2 separate regions of the Sus scrofa genome follow, and region 2 is linked to region 1. Evidence: chromatin contacts called from public Hi-C data. All regions are on one chromosome and are shown on one strand. Each heading gives the region's core, a stretch centred on a gene start, on an enhancer-like site or on the middle of the called end of the contact. The rest is flanking DNA. Distances are from core to core; before and after follow the strand shown. Region 1 has its middle 49 kb from the start of CD5L. Region 2 overlaps FCRL4 (Fc receptor-like protein 4).

The links. Hi-C and Micro-C count contacts between places; a contact is called where the count stands out from the background.
Region 2: a contact with region 1 is called in a Hi-C map of retroperitoneal adipose tissue, with 3 times the contacts expected there. The contact joins two enhancer-like sites. A contact is called at or near these places in 12 of 47 Hi-C or Micro-C datasets (embryonic fibroblasts, fetal heart ventricle, fetal liver and 8 more).

Annotation. Positions count from the first base shown.
Region 1 is chr4:92,342,513-92,347,607 of Sscrofa11.1, forward strand. No RefSeq gene overlaps it. Among named protein-coding and RNA genes, the nearest start is that of CD5L, 49 kb to the right of the region's middle. Within about 2 kb of position 2,074, at least 3 of the 83 cell types and tissues checked have an H3K27ac peak or open chromatin away from gene starts, as enhancers often do. A contact at or near this core is called in retroperitoneal adipose tissue, where this site is marked.
Region 2 is chr4:92,557,398-92,562,492 of Sscrofa11.1, forward strand. FCRL4 (Fc receptor-like protein 4) reads left to right here. Exons shown (of 13, transcript XM_021089615.1): 7 at 1,941-2,054; 8 at 2,507-2,617; 9 at 3,240-3,267; 10 at 4,260-4,342; 11 at 4,503-4,568. Among named protein-coding and RNA genes, the nearest start is that of FCRL4, 18 kb to the left of the region's middle. Within about 2 kb of position 2,129, at least 12 of the 83 cell types and tissues checked have an H3K27ac peak or open chromatin away from gene starts, as enhancers often do. A contact at or near this core is called in retroperitoneal adipose tissue, where this site is marked.

The sequences.
Region 1 (5,095 bases), core at 824-3,323:
TCGTTTCTGCTGTGCCACGGTGGGAATTCCTATCTCTTATTTTATAAGATGGAAAGGACATAAGCTTCCCTAGAGGGCTGTTCTGATGGTCAAAAGTAACAAAGCTGGTAAAGTTGCTCATCTCAGTGTGGGCACACAGTAAGCCTCTAAGATAACTACTCAGTAATTTTATAGAAACTTAATAAAATTCAAAATGAATAATGAGATATTCTACTTCTGTCAGAACACTGGATTTATTTTATTTTTTTATGAATTTTTATTAAAGTATAGTTGATTTACAACGTTGTCCCCATTTCTGCTGTACAGCATAGTGACCCAGTCATACACATATACGTATATATATTCCTTTTACATTCCTGTATACATTCCTTTTTTTATATTATCTTTCATCATGTTCTATCCCAAGAGGCTGGATATAGTTCCCTCTGCTCTACAGTAGGCCCTCATTGCTTATCCATTCTAAATGTAATTGTTTGCATCTCCTAACCCGAAACTCCTGTCCATCCCACTCTCTCCACCAGCACACTGGATTTAAAGAGGTCTTTACATACATGTGTCTTATGCTAGATTGTGAAATTCCCTCAGAGTGAAGCACTGTATGACTCATCTTTCTCACTCTGTACCTCAGGCCATGCATGTTATATAATTAGAAGTTTAATAACAACACCTCTGAAGCATTAGCAGTTGATATATCAGTTCTGAACATTCCAGCAGAAATTTAGCACTGAAAGCATCACTTTCCTTTTGCGTGTCAATTCAGCTCAGTTTGCTCGCAGAGTAATGAGGACAAGGATCTGGTGAAGAATGCCTAGTCTCTCCTTTTGCATGGGCGAAAGGCACGTCTGTTCAGATCAGCTCCAGGATCTAAGAACAGAAGCTGCTGGTAGTTACGGTCAGCCCGACACAAAAGGGCAGCTTAACTTCAGGCCACCTCTTCAAAAAACTGAGTAACAGGATACCTTGGCAGGACAAGTTTCCTCTATTCATATCTGGCTGCTTATTTTATCATCTAGTGTTAGGAAAAGGAGAAGAGAGGTGTTTTTAAAAAAAATTTTTTCTTTTTAGTGATTTTTATTTTTTCCATTATAGTTGGTTTATAGCGTTCTGTTAAGTTCTACTGTACAGCAAAGTGACCCAGTCACACATATAGATACATTCTTTTTCTCACATTATTCTCCAGCGTGTTCCATCATAAGTGACTAGATATATAGTTCCCTGTGCTACACAGCAGGATCTCATTGCTTAACCATTCCAAATGCAAGTTTGCGTCTATTAACCTTAAAACCCCAGTCCATCCCATTCCCTTCCTTCCCCATCCCCCAGAAACCACAAGTCTGTTCTCCAAGTCTATGAGTTTCTTTTCTGTGGAAAGATTCATTTGTGCTGTGTATTAGATTCCAGACATAAGTGACATCATATAGTATTTGTCTTTCTCTTTCTGATGTATCTCACTTGGTGTGAGAGTCTCTAGTTCCATCCATGTTGCTGCAAATGGCATTACTTTGTTCTTTTTTATGGCTGAATAATATTCCATTGTGTATATATACCACATCTTTTTAATCTATTCATTTGTTGATGGACTTTTAGGTTGTTTCCAAGTCTTGGCTACTGTGAATAATGCCGCAATCAACATACAGGTGCACATATTTTTTCAAGGAAAGTTTTGTCCAGATATATGCCCAGGAGTGGGATTGCTGGATCACATGGTAGTTCTACATTTAGTTTCCTAAGGTACCTCCATACTGTTTTCCATAGTGGTTGTACCAATTTACATTCCCACCAACAGTGTAGGAGGGTACCCTTTTCTCCACACCCAGGAGAGGTGTTTTGATTGATTTTTCTGCCTTGCTCGCTGAAACCAACTCTGTGAGAGAGTGGAAGTTCTCAAGGAGGTGGTGGGATATGAGTTAGAGATCTGATTGCTCGGAAAACAGTTTCAATCAGCTCCCACCTCAACACACAGGAGTGCCTGCTCTCATGCAGAGTGAAAGTGTCTGTGTGTGAGTCAAGGGTGGAGATTCACTCACCCTAAGGGACTGTTCTCTGTGCATGAGAAGGTTTCAGTAGCCCGTCTGCATGTCCCACAGGGCTCAGAGGTCACAGATTTGAAATGGAATGGATCACAGACTCCCTGACCTCCTGAGAGAGAATCTTAGCTTCCAGACTGATAGGAATGCTTCTCTGAGAGTGACAGTGATATACGAAAGAGGGGAGGGTTATGATGAAGGAATATTTACAAGAATCTAGAATAAAAGGTAGTGACAAAGGGTGTCTTTATTGATTGGAGACAAGGAAAGGGGAAGAATAGCAGTGACTCAGAGATGGTGGCTGGGGAAAGTGAGAGAATGTTGAAATTTATGACAGAAATAGGACAAGAGGAAGGGAACTAGTTCTATGGAAGAAGGGGGTTTTGATTTTGGATGGGTTAAGTTGAGAAGACTGAAATGCATGGACAAATTTCAAATAGTGAGATAATCCTTTAAAACATGGAGATCAGGAGAGACGTTAGGGTACATAATTTTTCTTTTTTTGCTTTTTAGGGCCACACCCCAAGCATCTGGAAGCTCCAGGCTAGCGGTTGAGTCAGAGCTAGAGCTGCTGGCCTACACCACAGCCACAGCAATGCCAGATCTCTGACCCAATGAGCAAGGCCAGGGGTCAAACCCACATCCTCATGGATACTAGTCAGATTCGTTTCCACTGTGCCACAGTGGGAAATCCCTAGAGGATACAGATTTTTATATTATTTGCATAGAAGCCATAGTTATGCTCTGATAGAGATGGGATTCTTTTTTTTTTTTTTCTTTCTTGTCTTTTTGTCTTTTCTAGGGCTGCTCCTGCGGCATATGGAGGTTCCCAGGCTAGGGGTCCACCGGCCTACACCACAGCCACAGCAACAACAGATCTGAGCCATGCTTGAGACCTAGACCACAGCTTATGGCCACACCGGATCTTTAACCCACCGAGCGAGGTCAAGGATCGAACCCTCAACTTCATGGTTCCTAGTTGGATTCATTAACGGCTGAGCCACGGCGGGAACTGCAATGGGATGCTTGAGAGTAGGAAGGCTAGAGGGAAGAACCAGTTCCTGAGAAACAATTCATCCAAAGGATAAAGAAATCCACAAAGGAGAGAGCAAATGTGAGGTTGGAGTAGGCTTGAGCCCTGAGAGATTTGTGGGAACTGGGGAGAGATTTGCCAGAAATATAAGGTTGCAGACTACGTCTAATGCTGCAGAGGAGGAAAGAATGGGGAGTTATACCAGGCTACTGCAATTAGATGTTAGGCGGTCATAAGTAAGCTTTATTTTTTTTCTCTTTTACAATCACACCTGTGGCATATAGAAGTTCAAAGGCTAGGGCTCCAATTGGAGCTGAAGCTGCCGGCCTATGCCACAGCCACAGCAATGCAGGATCTGAGCCACATCTGCAACCTATGCTATAGCTTGTGGCAACACCAGATTCTTAACCCACTGAGCGAGGCCAAGGATCAACTCCCATCCTCATGGATACTAGTCAAGTTTTTAACTCACTGAACCACAACAGGAACTCTGACTAAGCTTTCTTTTCTTTTCTTTTTGTCTTTTTGCTATTTCTTGGGCTGCTCCCGCGGCATATGGAGGTTCCCAGGCTAGGGGTCGAATCGGAGCTGCAGCCACCAGCCTATGCCAGAGCCACAGCAACGCTGGATCCGAGCTGTGTCTGCAACCCACACCACAGCTCATGGCAACGCCGGATCGTTAACCCACTGAGCAAGGGGCAGGGACCGAACCCAAAACCTCATGGTTCCTAGTCGGATTCGTTAACCACTGCGCCACAATGAGAACTCCTGACTAAGCTTTAAATTGATCAAATATGAGATAACAGAGGAAGCTTACTATGGGCTGAGTCGTATATTCTCAAAATTCATTTTTTGAAGTCCTAACCCCTAGGACGTCAGAATGTGTAGAGAGAGGATCTTTAAAGAGGCAATTAAGTTAAAGGGAGAGTACTAGGGTGGGCTATAATCCCCATATGACCAATGTCCTTGTAAGATGCACACAGACACATACAGACAGAAGACCATGGGAAGACACAGGAAGACCATGGCCTTCTGCAAGCCCAGGAGAGAGGCCTCACTAGAAACCAACCCTGCTGACACCTTACAAGACCAAGCGAAGACATATCGAGGCAAAAAGCACTGAATGAAAGTGGAAAAGGCTAAAATCTAGGAGAGAGCTCTAAGCCTCATAAATCTTTGTAATTAAATATCAGGCCATCAAAATACTTGGCACACAGACTGCAGGAAATGGAAGGAGAAATAAACTTAATCACAATGACATTAACAAATGATGCCTGTAGACCCACAGCAGAGCAAGTAGATAAAATATAAGGATGCATGAGATTCCAATGATATGATTAATAAGGAGTTCCTAATGAATATACATTGAATTTTTGATTGTAGTAACAGAGAATTCACATTCTTTTAAATACTCACAGATGCTCTACCAGACTGACACAAAGAAAACTTAAAAAAAAAATGATAAGTGTGATCAAAGTATTTTAAAAATCACACAATTATGGGAAAAGTCCTTTCACCAGATATTTTAAAAAATCCCTCTTGGGAGTCTTGGGCATTTTTCACTGATGTGATTCCTGTTACTGCTGTGGCGAGGGTTCAGTCCCTGGCCTGGGAACTTCAGCATGCCAAGGGTGTGGCCAAAAAAAAAAAAAAATCCCTTTTTCAATCATTTTGAGGTCAAAGAAGAAAACAAAATTGATATTACAGACTTGAAAATAATGATAGTCTAAATACAACCTATCAAAACTTAAGGGCTATGATTAAAACTGGTATTTAGGCAATTGGAAAGAGTACCAACAAGAAAAATGCAAATAAATGAACTAAGTATTGAAATTAAGAACTTAGGAAAATATCAACAAAACTAATTAAGATAAAACAGACATTAATGAATAAAACCAACAGAAAAACCCCAACAGAATATATGAATAAACTCAAAAGCTTTTCTATGAAAAACTGATACGCCACTGAATAGACTAATCAAGAAAGAAGCAACAATGAATAAACATACAACTTTTGAAAACCTACATTGAATGGA
Region 2 (5,095 bases), core at 879-3,378, 210 kb after region 1:
GTTGTGTAACTTCATTATTAGGTATTAATTCTTTATCAGGTAGATGATTTCCATGTATTTTCTCTCATTCTCTATTGCCTTTTATTTTGCTGCTTATTTCTTTTGCTGTGCAGAAGTGTTTTAATTTGATGTAGTAGTATTTGCTTATTTTCACTTTTGTTGCTTGTGCTCATGGTATCACATGCAAAAAGTCATCACCAAAGCCAATGTCAAGGAGTTTTTCCACTGTGTTTTCTTCTAGGAGTTTTATGGTTTTATGTCTTACAATTAAGTTTTTAATACATTTCAGGTTATTTTTTGTGAGTGGTAAAAGATAGAGATCCAGTTTCATTCTTTTGCATGTAATTATCAAGTTTCACCATCATCATTTATTAAGACATTATTTTCTCCATTGAATATTCTTGGCTCCCTTGTCAAACATTAGCATGGATTTATGTCTGAGCTCTTGATTCTATTCTATTGTATTATGAATTTGTTTTTATGTCAATACCAATCTGTTTTGATTACTCTAGCTTTGTTATATAGTTTGAAGTTAGGAAGTGTGAAGCCCCCAGCTTTGTTTTTTAGCTTCAGAATTGCTTTGGCTATTTGATGTCTTTCGTGGTTCCAAAAAAATTTGGGGATTTAAAAAAAATTTCCTTTAAAAATGTCAATGGAATCTTAATAGAAATTGCATTGACCCTGCAGATGGCTTTGAATAGTATGGACATTTTAACAACATTAATTCTTCAATCCACAAACACAGGGTATCTTTCCATATATTTGTGTCTTCAGTTTTCTTCAACAATATCTTACAGTTTTCAATGTATAGATCTTTCACCTTCTTGGTTAAATTTACTGGTAGGAATTGTTTTTTTGACGCTATCGATGATAGGATTTTTTTCCCTTTATTTCTTCTTCAGCTAATTCATTGTTATTGTATAGAAACACAACTGACTTTTGCATGTTGATTTGTATCCTACAACTCTACTAAATTCATTTATTAAATCTAACAGATATTTTTGTGGAGTGTTTATGATTTTCTTTATATAAGATCATGTCATCTGCGGAAACAATTTTTCTTTCTACTTTCTAATTTGGCTGCCTTTTATTATTTTTTTCCTCTCCTAATTGCTCCAGGTAGGACTTCTAGAACTATGTTGAATAGGAGTGATGAGAGAAGACATCCTTATCTTAGAGAATTGATCTAATGGAAAAATCAGAATTCTCCAACAATTTAGTTTATATCTTCTGTCAGTTTCTTTCCCACCTTACCTTCAAAGCACATAAGACTCAGTCTTCTATGGGGAATGAATCTGGTGTCGTTTCTGTTGTGGTGTCTATATATATACATATATTTAAGAAGAACAATCTATGAGTTATTGCTGGCTCAACTAGTGCCCTAATCAGCAGTGATATTCCTTTTTTTCTCAGGCAGGCTGCTGTTCCCAAGTTAGGCACTTAACATCTTTCCAGATGTCTGGGGGAAATTTCTAAAAGGCCAGATTACAAGAATACAGGATAGATAGACGGATAGATACATAGACAGATACATAGAGATACATAAATAGATACATAGACAAATAAAGAGATAAATACATAGGCATAGACTTCCCCTCAAATGTTAATTTCTGAAATGATGTCTGTGGGTTGGTGCAGGGAGCTGGCTACCTTTTCTTCCTTTTGCCACAATCCACCCAGACTCTTGCCTTCAACCCCTTCACAGTGAGTCACTTCCTGTCACATTCAGGCTCTGTGCTGCCCATACACAGAAACCAGCTTCCTGTGTCACATCAGCCCTGATATAGTCCTCAACAGCCCCCATGAGTCCTAGCTTTTAGATTCCTCCCTCTCCCAGGGATCAGGACACCAGCCAGGCTGAGGAAAGTTTCCAGGGATTCCTGGCAATTCCAGGCCCTAGACCCCACTCCCTGAGGCTGATACAGGCTTTTCCCCTCCAGGTATGCCAGGGAACAGAAGAGGCCTCGTGGCTGCGGGTGCCACTGGGGGGACACTCAGCTTTCTTCTTCTGGCTGTGGCCCTGCTGTTTTACTGCTGGCACCAGAGGAAACCAGGTTTGTGTTCTCTCTTACCTTTGCCAGAGTCCACGCCCTATCTCTGCCTTAGACACCCCAGCTTATCGCAGCCTTGGTAACTCCCACACCACCATTCCCCCCCTCACCACCCCAACACTCACAGACACACTCACACCCTTTCTTCAGATGGCAGTTTCAGATTAGCAGATTTCTAATCTGGTTTACGAAGCCTCAAGTGAAATGTAGGGAGGAAATAAACATTTTACTTTTAACTTTAATGTTACTTTAAATATTTTACTTTTAACTTTAATGTTAAAACACTTTTTAACAGTTTCCTTGGGTAGTTTCTTTGGTTCCAACGGACTGGCCAACTGGGTACTTCAGCCCATTGTACATCCCTCGCAAGTGGACGATCAAAATAAACTGAAAGGCCCTATGAAGAAATGACTGAGAATGGGAGCTGGCTAACCTCTACCCTTCTTCTTCCTCAGAGACTTCCCTGAGTCGAAGCCTGAACCCATCATCTTGTATTCCAATGGCCGTGCTCTCCACAAGCCAGCCTGCTGGCTCCCCCTCTACCCAGGGGAGAGAATTTATCCCAGGTACCACCTGCCATGTGCTTCCAATGGCTTCTTGCCTTAGCCCAGGTCAGGCTAGCTTCAGATGCCAGAAAACCTGGTGTACAAGACAGGCACAGAAACATGTTCAGCTTGAGAACAATTATCCACATCCTTCATCTCTGTTTCTTGGTTTAATTCAATTCAATTTACCTCACCATGTCCTTCTGGACACCATCCGTGTGCCTTGCATTGGGCTGGATGCAGAAGCCGTGGGCCTCTAACCATGAGCCTCCTTAGCAAGCCCATGTCGGAACTTGAGCTTCCTCTAGGCAAAACCACAGATGCACCTGCAAATCCACCTATAGCCCCTCACTGCTCTGAAAGAAAGACAGTTTGGTTATACGTAGTATTTTAACACAGCCTTAAACCCTTAATCAAGTCTCAGATAATTGCATATTCAATCCAGGAATGTGTAGTCCAGTCCCAAGCAAATTATATGCTTTGTTCAATTCTTTTTCACATCATTTTCATGGGAATTCGAGACAGGGCCCATGTTTGAAATGATTTTTTTCTGGTGATCTCTCTTAGGCAAGCAACTGTGTGTGAAATATTTGAGAAAGAGCTCCCCCTGCTGACCCAAATCTGCCTTTGCTTTATTTTGCAGGAGATGGTTTACTGGGAGACACAACCAGGTGAGGTTGTAAGAATAAAAGATACAGAATTGCAGAGCTGCAGAATTAGGCCAAGTGATTTCTCTATGTCCCTGTGGTTAGCTGCTCCCACTTTCTCATTCCTTGAAATGGCCACAATCGCAGCTTCCCAGGAGCTTTCTAATAGTTTGTGTAATGGATTTTACGTGTATTTAGGTTAGTTCTTATTTGATATTGATCCCTTCATCTAAATGGATGCCGCCAAAGGTTATAGATTTTCTAGGTTGGCACAGAATATTTCTGGTACAGGTAGTCCTATAGTTAGATAATGTATTACTATAACTATGTATAAAATGACGATTGGTTCTAGACTTTCCAGAGGTGCCTCAATTTGTAATAATCTTCTTTTTGCCTCCGTGTGCTCATATACTCATCGGATTTTATGTTTTTTAATTTGGTTTGGAAAATATGGTCTTCCTCTTCTGCCTGTGGCAGTGTTTCAGCCTTAGGTTACAGTTTGGAACTAGGAGCATGGATTACGTCTAATGCCTTCTTGAATGGTCCAGACAGAATGATGTGAAGTCACTACTCCTGATGAGGAGGCTGGATTATTTATTTATTTATTTGTTTATTTATTTATTTATTTATTTATTTATTTTGTCTTTTTAGGGCCAGAACCGGGACATACGGAGGTTTCCAGGCTAGGGGTCAAATCAGAGCTGTTGCTGCCAGCCTATACCACAGCTCACGGCAACACTGGATCCTTAACCCACTGCGTGAGGCCAGGGATTGAACCTGCGTCCTCATGGATGCCTGTCAGATTCGTTTCCTCTGAGCTATGATGGGAACCCCAGGCTGGATTTTTTAACCAATTGCCAGTGACCATTCTATCCAAGATTTGATTGTTTCTATCATGTCAGAGATTCTTCTGGCTTTGTTCAGCTGACATCGCCCCATCCTTTTCTGTTTGTCTGTCCAATTCTCACACACATTATAATGTTTCAAGGATAAACATGTGTTTCTCTGTCTCACAGGAGCCCCCTTACTCTGGGCCCAGGGGAGCCTCCCCCTCCCAAATGTCCTGCCTCGGTGGAGCTTCAACAGTTGTACAGCAATGGTGAGGAGTCCCTGGGAGGAATCTGCTCTTGGCTTAAGCCAGGGAAAGATAATGGGTTTTGAGGCCTGGCAAAGGCCTCTGGTCTCCTAGTATCCCAAACCTGGACAGTCACAATAAACATTCATGGTTAAGAAAATATTGCTTTTTTTTCCCTTCCCAGTGCATCTCAAAGAAGGAGACTTGGTATATTCTGAGATCCAGATTATTCAGCCAGGAGAGGGGCAGGGTAAGTCACTGGGGAGAGATGTTGGCCACAAGCTATATTCATTCATTCAATACCTATTTATTGAGCACCTCCTGTGTGATAGGTACTGTTTTATTCACTTTATTTTATTTTATTTTTTTTACCATGATACACTCAGAATGGCCAGATTTATTGTTTTTTTAAATTTATTTTTATTTTTTTCCACTGTACAACATGGGAACCAAGTTACACTTACATGTAGACATATTTTTCCACCATTTGTTCTGTTGCGATATAATTATCTAGACATAGTTCTCAATGCTACTCAGCAGGATCTCATTGTAAATCCATTCCAAGAGCAATAGTTTGCATCCGATAACCCCAAACTCCCGATCCCTCCCACTCCCTTCCTCTCCCCCCGGGCAGCCACAAGTCTATTCTCCAAGTCCATGATAGTACTGTTTTAAATATAGGGAGTCTGTTAGTGAACAAAGCAGATAAAAATTGCTGCAGTGTGGTGCTAGATTCGAAAGAGAGAAGACAGACACCGAAAAATACATAATATGTCT